2 separate regions of the Pan troglodytes genome follow, and region 2 is linked to region 1. The links are chromatin contacts, called in public capture Hi-C maps. All regions are on one chromosome and are shown on one strand. Each heading gives the region's core, a stretch centred on a gene start, on an enhancer-like site or on the middle of the called end of the contact. The rest is flanking DNA. Distances are from core to core; before and after follow the strand shown.

Evidence for each region. Capture Hi-C pulls out chosen DNA fragments and counts their contacts.
Region 2: a capture Hi-C map of stem cell-derived neural stem cells shows a contact between it and region 1, with 4 times the contacts expected there. The contact joins two enhancer-like sites. A contact is called at or near these places in 1 of 7 Hi-C or Micro-C datasets (stem cell-derived neural progenitor cells) and 1 of 1 other capture datasets (stem cell-derived neural stem cells).

What each region holds. Positions count from the first base shown.
Region 1 is chr9:132,508,626-132,514,159 of NHGRI_mPanTro3-v2.0_pri, reverse strand. No RefSeq gene overlaps it. Among named protein-coding and RNA genes, the nearest start is that of ADAMTS15, 130 kb to the right of the region's middle. Within about 2 kb of position 3,364, at least 12 of the 24 cell types and tissues checked have an H3K27ac peak or open chromatin away from gene starts, as enhancers often do. A contact at or near this core is called in stem cell-derived neural stem cells, where this site is marked.
Region 2 is chr9:132,793,647-132,799,180 of NHGRI_mPanTro3-v2.0_pri, reverse strand. LOC134807397 (a long non-coding RNA gene) reads left to right here. Exons shown (of 2, transcript XR_010147711.1): 2 at 798-2,627. Among named protein-coding and RNA genes, the nearest start is that of SNX19, 50 kb to the left of the region's middle. Within about 2 kb of position 3,405, at least 6 of the 24 cell types and tissues checked have an H3K27ac peak or open chromatin away from gene starts, as enhancers often do. A contact at or near this core is called in stem cell-derived neural stem cells, where this site is marked.

The sequences.
Region 1 (5,534 bases), core at 2,115-4,614:
GCCTTCCCAAGACACTTTGATCCTCCTCCCATTTGAAATCTTGCTGGCTTTTCAACACCCTCCCGTACAATCATGTTCTTTTCTTTTCAGTAACCAAGCTGTTCTCCTTATTTCGCCTCAGTTCTCTCCAACAACCCTGATCAAGAGGAGTTCAAGGAGGCAGATCCCAAGAAAACAACAGAATCATCACGTTCAGTTAGTTACTGGCTGGGGTGAATATGGAACGCCTTGCATAGAGTTCAAAAAACATTTGATGGATGAAAGAATGAATAAGTGAATGAAGTGCTAAGGGGAAATGACAGCAAAAGCCAGGGAAAAAACATAAAACAGCAGTTTCTAAGAAATCGTATCAGGTGGTCTCTTCCATAGACAACTGGTCAACTCTGAATTTCCAGAGTTATCTTTGACTCCCCTCTGCCATAACTATGCCACGACTCTCCTGTACCCTTCGGTTACGTCTGTGTCATATTCAACCTTTTCTCTCCATTTTCTCTTCCATCACCCTAGTTAGTATATTCTCATAGCTGGTCCAGTTCTGGGGCCTTTTTAACTGGTCTTTCTGCTTCTCCTTTCCATCTTGTCCATTCATGCTACACACCATCACTCAAAACTGGACCCAAGCTCCATCCTTGTGTAGTACCACTCTGAACATGTTTCACTTCCCAGTCCAAAAAGAGTCAAAGGTCTTCAGTGCTTAATGTATAAATACCTTGAATCTGATGCAAGGTCCTCTGTGATCTTTCTGTCTCTGTCATCACTTCCCCTAAGGTCAGCATATGTAGTGAAAAAGGATCTGGATGAGGGGTCATGGGCAGCGGTTCTAATCCACCCTACCATGCTTAGTCATAAAACCTTGGACAAGCCAGCTGAAATTTCTGGACCTAATATTCTCAATAGTAAAATGAGGAAATTGAGCTTGATGATCTGTGATGTCTCTCCCAATTCTAACATTCTTTTCTTTTTGAAATGGAGTTTTGCTCTGTCACCCAGGCTGGAGTGCAGTGGCCCAATCTTGGCTCACTGCAACCTCTGCCTCTTGGGTTGAAGCAATTCTCCTGCCTCGGCCTCCCAAGTAGCTGGGATTACAGGTGCACGCCACCATGCCCAGCTAATTTTTTGTATTTTTAGTAGAGACGGGGTTTCACCATGTTGGCCAGGATGGTCTCGATCTCTTGACCTTGTGATCTGCCCTCCTCGGCCTCCCAAAGTGCTGGGATTACAGGCATGAGCCACCGCGCCTGGCCAAAAATTACCTCTTCTACCAAAATGTCACTGGCTCACAAACATTCCTCTTACTTTCCTACCCTTGCTCTTCTGAAGATGTGTTTTTCTTATTTAGATGGACTTTCTGTCCTCTCACCCAAATCACAAACATCTTTCCTGACACCCCCTGAAACCCTATCTCTCGGTAAAGCTTGTCTGAGCTATCGCAAATTAAATGTCACCTTCTTCTGCCTCAGCTCCATCACAGGCATGGTACTCATCACATGTGACTCCAATTGTTATTACTTGGTGTATATGTGCCCTGCTTGTCTAACTACATAGTCAGCTTTATGCTGTAAGGTGGGAATACCCTTGTACACAGCAGGCAACCCGCACACGGGTGATGACTGGTTTCAGATGGGAAGAGCACAAGACCAGCAGTAGGACACCTGGGTCCTAGTCTCTACTGACCTTAAGCGTCTCACCTCTCTCTGCCTCTTAGCTTTCTCATCTGTAAAATCAGTGCTTTGAACTAGGTTACTAGCTCATCTCTGAGGTCCCTCCCAGAGCTGTGGTTTTCTGATAAAGAATGATATCAGAATGATTTTCTGATAAAAACTTCTTGGCGTTTCAGTTTTCCTTAGATTTTTTCAAAGCCTTTTTTCTTATTCTTGGGGCCTCAGCAATGGAAGTTGGAACTTTCAGATAAGGAATATCAGTCTGTCTCACCCAGCCCAGGCCATCTCTGGAATGCAATTGGGAGTTCAGCTGTAATGAAGACTGCGATGTGAATTTCCAGTTCATCTCAGCTAGCTGGATTATTCTTCAGGAGCAGACTGTTTACCCAGAAAAGATGGGCTGTTTGGCATGAAAGGCTTCTCACTGTATTCTTTACCCTTAACACCACCTACTGTTAGCCACAACTCCAATGCCAGCATCCTAAGGACAGCAGTTTAATAAAGTTTTAGAATATTTCCCTTCACAGATGGGCTAGAGACCAAGTCGAGATCACAGGCTCCTACACAGAAACCAGCATTGAGTTCCTGTTGGTGTTTCTAGAAACATAATTATTTCTGTAGTTACTGGTTTCAGTTAAGGCTGGGAAGATGCCTGAGACCTTTAAAAACATTGACATCTTAATCCAGAAAATAGAAGAAAAACAGATCATCACAGTGGCAAATTTCATCTCCTGATAGGACTGTCACAGTAATGCAATTATTGCCTGAAATTACCAAAGAATTAATAAACTTATCCTTATTCTCCAATTTGGCACCACATATTCACACACACACACACACACACACACATACACACACCCCATCCCTCACCACATTCCATCAGTGGCTTCATTATTATATCATTTTAGGCAAGACACCACACTGTGTCAAGATTTTAAAGACATTACCAAAATGTGCCATGGGGGAAAAGGCAATAGGATGAAACAAGAATTTCTTCTCTAAATGCCTAATTCTGTGCTGAGTCATCCGCCTTCACCCTTTCCCACCCTCGGGAATAACAACTGCTGTCGTCTATTGAGTGCTTAAGGGACTCCAGTCTGGGAGACTGGGCTGAGAACTTCAATGCACACATCTTTCAGTTAACCCTCATGGGAGGTAGGCACTGTTATTGTCCCCTTCTAGAGATGGGAACTGAGGTTTAAAGAGGGCTCAGAGCCCAGAATCACAGGATAAGAAGCACAGCCGGGCGTCAGACTCAGATCTCTGTGGCTCCAGAGCCCATGGTGATAGCCACCTTGAAATACAGCCATATTCATATCTTTTTGGCCTCACAGGGTGTCCTAATTCATTTCATTTGTTTGGATAAGTACAGATGGCTAGGATCACCCTAAGCTTGTCTTAAGTAGTTTCTCAGCTATTCCTGGGAACTTAGCAAGAAATGATAGCCAAGGTTCCTCAAGGCCACGTAGGAATATGAAGTTTGAATCCTTTCTTGATTTGGGGGGAAAGATTACTTCCCAGGACTAATACCTGCCTATTCCCACTTCCCTGCCTGGTCCCCAGGATGAAAAGGAAAGAGAGCACTGAGTATCTAGAGTGGGATGGGAAACTGGGCCCAAGCCAGCAGGTTTAAATACCTTCTGTCTGTACAGCATCCTGTGAAGTGATAAAGGGAGGCGTGGCTGGGAAGGGGGTGAATCATCTCACCAAATGTTCTTTTGTCTGCAGAATGAATGTGGCCATTAATGCTGCTCAGCCTTCCTCTTCCAGAAAACAATGGAACTCGACTGAATCACTGACTCCCTTTCAGGCATCTCCTTTTGGCTGTCTGACCCAGCCCCCTAATTGAGACTCAAGCTGTTGTCCCTGGCTCAGCAACTGGCACCCATGCCAGTCCAGAGAATGGATCTGGTCCCATAGCCTGTGGCTATCTATGGTGCTCTGAGCTAACCCTTTGATAAAGAAACCAGAAAACCAAGATTTCATGCTCTGGTAGGGCAACATCTCATGGCATAGGACAGACAGTGCTACCTTTTAGATACCCCAGGTTCCCACATTAATACCCGACACCCTGTGGGAACAGAGTAGTCCTGAATTGAGATTTAAAGCCCAAGTAGAAATCTTCATTTTGGCCTCCCAAGACAAGCCCTCTAAGTATTTTGATCAGAGTTATCAGTGCTGACAGGCAAGTGATGCTTCTACTCCTATCCAACTACTGCTCCTTAAGTGGGTCCTGCCTCGGGAATCTTAGAAGGCTTGGTGGGAATGTGATTAGTGAGGCAGGCCTTGGGCATTTCTGGGTCCCTCCCTTCCTGTGACCCCCATCAACATGTCATCACAGACTTACCTAGCACCCAGGATGACATTGTAGAGAAAATATGGTTTTTAATGACTAAGCCAAAAAGTAATTCAGAAAAGTGGGACTCCAAATGTGAGAAAGTTTTAGGAATATTTTATTCAATCTATTTTACTCAAAGTTTCCTTTCTTAGGCATGTACAATTTTTTAAAAACTTATGTGTAAGTAAGTCTAGAAGGGCATTTTAAAGACCTTTTTAAAGAAAACTGTTGAGCAATGAGAGGAAAAGACCTTAATTCATAGTTGTTATGGTCTGAATGTTTTTGTACCCCCCAAAATTTATATGTTGAAACTTAATCCCCAATGGGATAGTATTAGAATGTAGAGCCTTTGGGAGGTGATTAGGTTTTGAGGGTGATGCCCTCATTAATGGGATTAGTGCTTTATAAAAGAGACACCAAAGTGCTGCTTCCATCATCTGAGGACATAGCTAGAGGCCTCCATATATGAGCCAGGTAGCCAGAGAGAAGGCACTGACTGTGAAGCAGAAAGCAAATCTCCACCACACACCCAACCCACTGTCACTTGAGCTTGGACTTCCCACCCTCTAGAACTGTAAGAAATAAATGTCTTTGTTCATAAGTTATCCAGTCTAAGGCATTTTGTTATAGCAGCCTGAATGGACTAAGACAATATCTTAGCTTAAAATCACGCAGCCAGGCAATGACAGAGCCAAGACAGGAATCAAGGACCCATCCCCAGTGCCGTGATCATTTTGCTGTGGCTCCAGTGCCCTGCAGGCTGGCATTGAGCCACATCAGGTGTCCCCTCAATGCTGCCATCTGCTTGGAGCTCTGCTGGAACGCTTCCACCCTCTGCCAGCATGACCAGCATGACCCACCCCCACACCCCAGCACAGGGGACAATGAATTTCTATGAAGACATCAAATACACTTCTACTTCCTTCTCAGGTGACCACTGAGGGTGCATGAAAAGAAGCCAGCCAGCTGCCTGAACACGGCAAAGGAGACTCAGCCACCTGGCCCAGCCGTCAGAGCTTGAGGCCTCGGTTCCCATTCCCTTCCTAGGAAAGTGTGAGCCACAAGCCACATGGGGACTTGGCAGTGGAAGCAGATCTCACTGGGCAAACAGAAGAGAAGGCAGAGGAGAGTGGGAGGCAGAAGTGCTCATGTCTCCAACTGTTGGAGGGCCTCCTGGAGAGGGAAGGAGGCCCAAAGATCTCAGCTGAAGCCAGGACTAGAACTTTGCAAGGCTGACCTTGGCACCTGGACCCAAGGCTGTGGCTGTAACTCTTAGGCTTGCCCTGGACATGTTTCTATCATGAAAATCTTTGGAGATCTTCACCAGATTTTTTGGTGGCTTAAGAAATATTAGGGGAAGGGGCCTAGTGAACAGATTATTGCTTTTGAGCCTGTGGTTGCTGGGAAATACCAGGTTTCTATTAAAAGTTTTGGTAGTCAGAGCGAACATGTGAGGAGACTGGTTCATTGTTCACAGACCCTGGAAATAAACTCTTGAAAGCCATGGGAACTGGGATCGTGGAAGGATGGTGCAT
Region 2 (5,534 bases), core at 2,156-4,655, 280 kb before region 1:
CCCCATCTGGCAATTTTCTTTCCATCTTTCCTACACTCACAATGGAGCCCACACGCCTCACAACCCCCTTGACTAAACCAGATGACAGCAAGAATGCCTAGTTCCAAGTGAGCAAGGGTGAAGCCTTAGGCCCTTGTCTCCTCCAGACCTCCTCTCTGCTCTAAGAGTATACTGGGCATGGGGTGTGGTCGGGGGTGGGGGGCGGAGGAGTACTTAACCTCAAACTGAGAAAAAGGGTGTCCTGAGCAAGTTTCATAGCGTAGCAGCTTCCATTTGAAATGTGAAGCTTTGAAGGCCTGTTGCTACAGTAACCAGCTAGCTCCTGACTCCAATGCCTGTCTAATCTAAGGTGGAAATGTCCCAGAAACAGACCCCAGGCTGGCAGCTCTTAACTATGACCCATCTCATAAGCACATATCCAGCTGTAGCCTCTTGGTTGCTGGGGTGAAGGGGCCTCTGTATCGCCACAGGAAAAAAAATCTGATAAATTACGGGCTCAAGAAGGGTGTTGCTTTTTTTTCCACTAACAGACTTTGCAACCCAGTTCCTGGTGAAAGGGCTCCGCACCCACCCGTTTTGTGTGTATAATGCTGAGCTAAAGTGGAAAGGAGCAGTAACACCAAAGGAGGCTAATTCTCTTCCTGTCAGTAGGAGAGAGTCTCTGCCCCCAGTGTGTGAAAAGGGAAGGCATGAGAAGTGAAAAATCAGCCTTCTGGAAGCACCTTCTTACCACGAGAAAACAGGTGATTCTTACTATCTTTGAGACTCATCCAGATTGTGTCTGTTTAACTCTTCAGGCAATATGAAGGCAGAGATGGAGCCATTTCAGAGAAGAGATTTTTTAAAAAATCATTTCGTTCTTTGGAATTGTCACAGGATTATGATGTGGGTTCTCATAAAAATTTCACTCCCCCCAAACCCACCCAAAGGAAAGGCAGTGAAATGGGGAGGAACACACATTTGCCTGGCGTCGGAAGAGCTGCCTTGTAGTCGTGGGTTCCAGTGATCTTGGACCAATCTCTTCACTTCCCTGGACCTCAGTTTCTTCCATACAAAGAAGTTGAACTGGATCATAGAAAAGATGCTGTCCAGCTTGGTAATATCAGATAGGGAGCAGAAGCTGTCTCTTAGCACATGGCCAGATTCCGGAACAACGATGATGGTCTCCATGTTTGTCCTAAAAATGCATCTCATCTCAGTAGAGATTGTCTTCCACCTCATTTGGGTCTCAATTTAAGGAAGGAAGAAAGGAAAGAAACCCGGGGATTCTCTTCTTGAAAGGAATATACTTCACTTTCTCTAGGCTTCTAGGATAAAAACTTCCTATCCTTCATTTTTCCTCTTTAAACCTGCCAAAATCAAGTTGAGTAAAGATACCATACAGATATGAAAAAGAAGCCACATCCTTAAATTTTCATGGAGTCCAAGAGCATGCTCACCGCCAGTTAGCTTTTCCCAGGATGGTGGTGGCACTGATCATCTAGGTCGCACTTTTATGTTCATGTCCCAGAGCGTTTCCCATCAGCCATCTCATTTCATCTTTTCATCATTCCTCTGAGGAACAGACTTCACACATGTATAGGACTTTCTATATCACAAAGTATTTCATATCCAATGTCTTATTTAGATCTTGACAATCACTGTTTAAGGTAATTTGGCAAGTTATTAATACTCATGTTCTCATTTTACTGAAGAGGAAACTGAAATGCAGAGAGCTTGTCTTTTGCCCAGGATCACTCACCCAGTTTATTGGGAGGCAGCAGCACGGGGATTAAGAACGTGGGCTATGCCGACAACCAACCAGGTAGAATTCCAGCTCTGTCAGTAGTTAGCTGTCTGGCCTTAGGAAAGGGATTTCACACCTCTGTGGCTTAGTTTCCTTGTCCATTAAATGCTCGTAAGAATAGAGCTTTCCTCACAGAGATTGGGTGGGCACGGGAGCTAAATGAGCTCATACGTTTAAGAACAACCTCTAGCACACAGTGCATAATAAATGTCATTATTATTAGCAAAGCCAGGACCTGGGTCTTCCAGCTTCTAGCTCAGTGGCATTTCTGCTGCCCTACACCAGGACGATCCTTCGTGTACAGGTGTGAACCTAAAGCCTTCAGTGTTTCAATGAGAAGTTCCCCCAAGGTCTTTCTGTTCAGTAGGTCTAGAGCTAAGGGCCCCTGGCACTCTGTTCAGTCCTTTCGCTGGTAAACCACGCTGCCCTCCGTCGCTCTGGGCAGAATGTCAAACCTTCTTATGTTTTTAAAATTTATAAATCCAGCACTCTTATTTAATATTACTGACAGCCCGAAGGCAGACGCTCCCGCTCTCCTGGGGAAGAGGGTCTTCTAATCTGCCATCTTAAGGAGGTAAAAGGGCTTGACTGGGTAACTCATTGCAATGGGCACGTATTTATTACTGTCTCCCGGCCTTTTCTCATGCTGTTTGTACGCTGGAATTACCACTAGTGCCAGGCCATTTGAATATTTGACCATTTGTCTTAGAGTTCTCTGAATACAAATGTTGTTTTTCATACCTTTATTATGTACTGTTTTAAGAATGAAGACTATGTTGCATGTTGGTTTGTACTCTCTCCTGCACATAAAAAATGCTTAGTAAATAGATACACAAATGTTTCTTGATTCCTAAATTGATTGACTGTTCGGGGAACTAATGGTCACCTCTAAGTGGTTGACAGTTGTCTCTTCCCACCTCTTAGTCGCAAGTTTCAGATGATCAAAGAATGCCTAGGTGGCATTCAACAGTATATGCCTCCGTAAAGGTAGAAGGTTTAGGAGTCGTATGTGCAAGAGTGGAAGAAGTTCTCCCTGCACACAGGAGGCCATCTGCTACAAAGCCTCAGAACCTGGCCTCTGCCCTGTCAGCCTGCATGCTGCATGCATGGAAAAACAGGCCTGAGCCAGGGCTTACCCTGTCACCCAAAGTCCACTCCATGTAGTATGCCCGAAGCAAACATGACCTTGTTCTACAGTTAAAAACAAATGAAAGTCATCTGCCGGGGTCACTTGGTAATAAAGTCCTGCAACAGAAGGGGCTCTGCTTAAAGGGCAGCTCAGATCCAGGCATTAAAATAACCTAAATGGTGTTGTTTTCTGATCAAATTCCTTTCCCTGTCGGGTTTGTGATTTTTGAGCCTGAGAATGTCCCTCGCGGCTCAGGTTTCTCTGCTGTCACACTGATCTCAGGCCTGGAATGCAAGCACTGGCCATTGAGGTCTGATGTAACTATGTCACAATCCCAAAATGGAGAGACATTATCTCATAGATGGTGCAGCAGGCGGGCACCAGTGTGCAGCTGGCAGGCACGGCTGAGAATGCAGTCCTGGGCATATTCCACATCCACAGTTCTCAGTGGACACAGGGTCTGATGCCCGAGGCTCCAAGCCGTGCTCCAGTAAGTTAGGGTCTTGCACATCTTCATACTCAGGAGTAGGGACAGGAAGACACAGGCTGGGATGGAGATGGGCTCACTCCTGGGCCAGTCAGGTTGGCTTTCAGAAAGGTGATTTCTGGTCACAAGGCCCTTGAGCAGCTGGAGGACTTAGGCAGAGTGCGGAGAGCAGCCATTCACATGAGAAGACTCCACCCTGGAGGCAGCGCTAAGCAGCCATCCTTCCTTAACTGGGCCTCTGGGGCAGGTGGGGCCTAGTGGCCTGTGAGGTATACAGCCCTTTCAGCACTTAGAGAATGAGGCCTCAAGGGGAAACCATTAACCCTTTCCTAGAATAATAGCATCAAAGTCCTAACCATGTTGATCATGGAGTCTCATTTGAATTCAGAGGAGCGCCTTCTTATCCAGCCTTGAGGAATCAGGCCACTTCCTTCCTCCTTGGTTAGCTTCTTCACACCCCTTATTTCCCATGGCTCTGCTGTGAGATGCTTTTGTTCCAACCAAGCCATTGCCAATTAGGCCATGCCCACTTCTGCCGACTCCCTCTGCTCACTCCTTCCTTGCCTGAACAGTCTGCCTCTCAGTTTGCCTGGTCCTTTCCTCAAGGTCCACATTAAACTCCCCTTGCTCGCCCAGGCATCTCTCAGTGCCCAAGTCCCCATCTCTGGAGCTCCTTCAGAACTAGTGTCTGCGCCATGCATTGGATGCTTGGCACATGCGTCCTTCCACCGTCAGTACCTTCTCTTGTGTAGATGAGTGCATGTCCCTTAGGAGTGTCCTCTAGCACTAGACTAGTGTTTTATCTCTGGGTACTCCCAGGGCCTAGCAGTGAGCCTTGCACACAACACTGACTCTTGAGAATGCTCTTAAACTCTAAAGCCATCTTAGAATCAAAACCTAAGACCACATCCAGGAATACAGCCTCATTCCCCTGGTCTACCAGTGCCCTTACACACCAAGCACATGCCTGAATATGAGGCCTTCTCATTTGCTCTTTCCTCTACCCGGCATGGTTCACTCCCCTACTCCACTGTCTCTGCACAAATGCCACCTTCTCAGGCTTTCCTGACCACCCTGTCTAAAAAATAACATTCCTTATCCCATAATCCCTATCCTGCTGATTTTTCTTCATAGCACTTACTATTGATTTATATTCTATTATTATACTATATTACATTATACTATATTTGTTTTAATTGACAAAATTATATAGATTTATTGGGTACAGCATAACATTTTGATATATGTTTACATTGTGGAATGACTAAATCAAGCTATTTAAAATATGTCTTATCTCACATATGATTTTTTATGGTGAGAACACTTAAAATATACTCTGAGCAATTTTCAAATATACAATATGTTGTTAACTGTAATCACCATGTTATACAATAGATCTTTGAACTTCTTCCTCCTAACTGAAATTTTGTGTCCTTTGACCAACATCTCCCCAATCCTCCAACCCTTCAGCCTGTTAGCCACTATTTTACTCAGTGTTTCTATGAATTCAGCTCTTTAGAGTTCACATGTAGGTGAGACCATGTGGTATTTGTCTTTCTGTGCCTGGCTTACATCACTTCAGGTTACACTATATATGTTTAAATCTTTCACCGTGTGTGGTTCCCATAAGAATGCAAGCCCCATGAGGGCCAGGACCTTGCTTTATTCACAGCTCACCCTACAGCTCTGCCTTTAGCAGTGTGAGGAATATCGAAGGTGCTCACTGTTTGTGGAATGAGTGGATAGGTGAATGAATGAGCAAATGAATATTTTTCTGTAAAGCAAGGACCACTCTGTGTGATAATGGGACATGCAGCCCACCATGGGATGACGTAAGGCTTCTTTTCACAGAACCGAAGAGCATTTGAACTATAAAGGTCCTTGAAAGTAGGTCACCATCCCAATTGTACAGAGTAGGAAACTGAGTCCCAGAGAGGGAAAACAGATGGAAATGAACACTTGGAAAGTTAATATCTTTGATTTTTAATACTTCTTTCTAGAGCGTAGTCCGATGTAACAGTTCATCTGGCGAGATTCTGAGTTACCAATTTTTTATGGGTTTTGCGTTAGAATAATTTTATAATAATCAAAAGTAAATGAGAACAAGGCCAATAGCATAAAATTTCACTCCT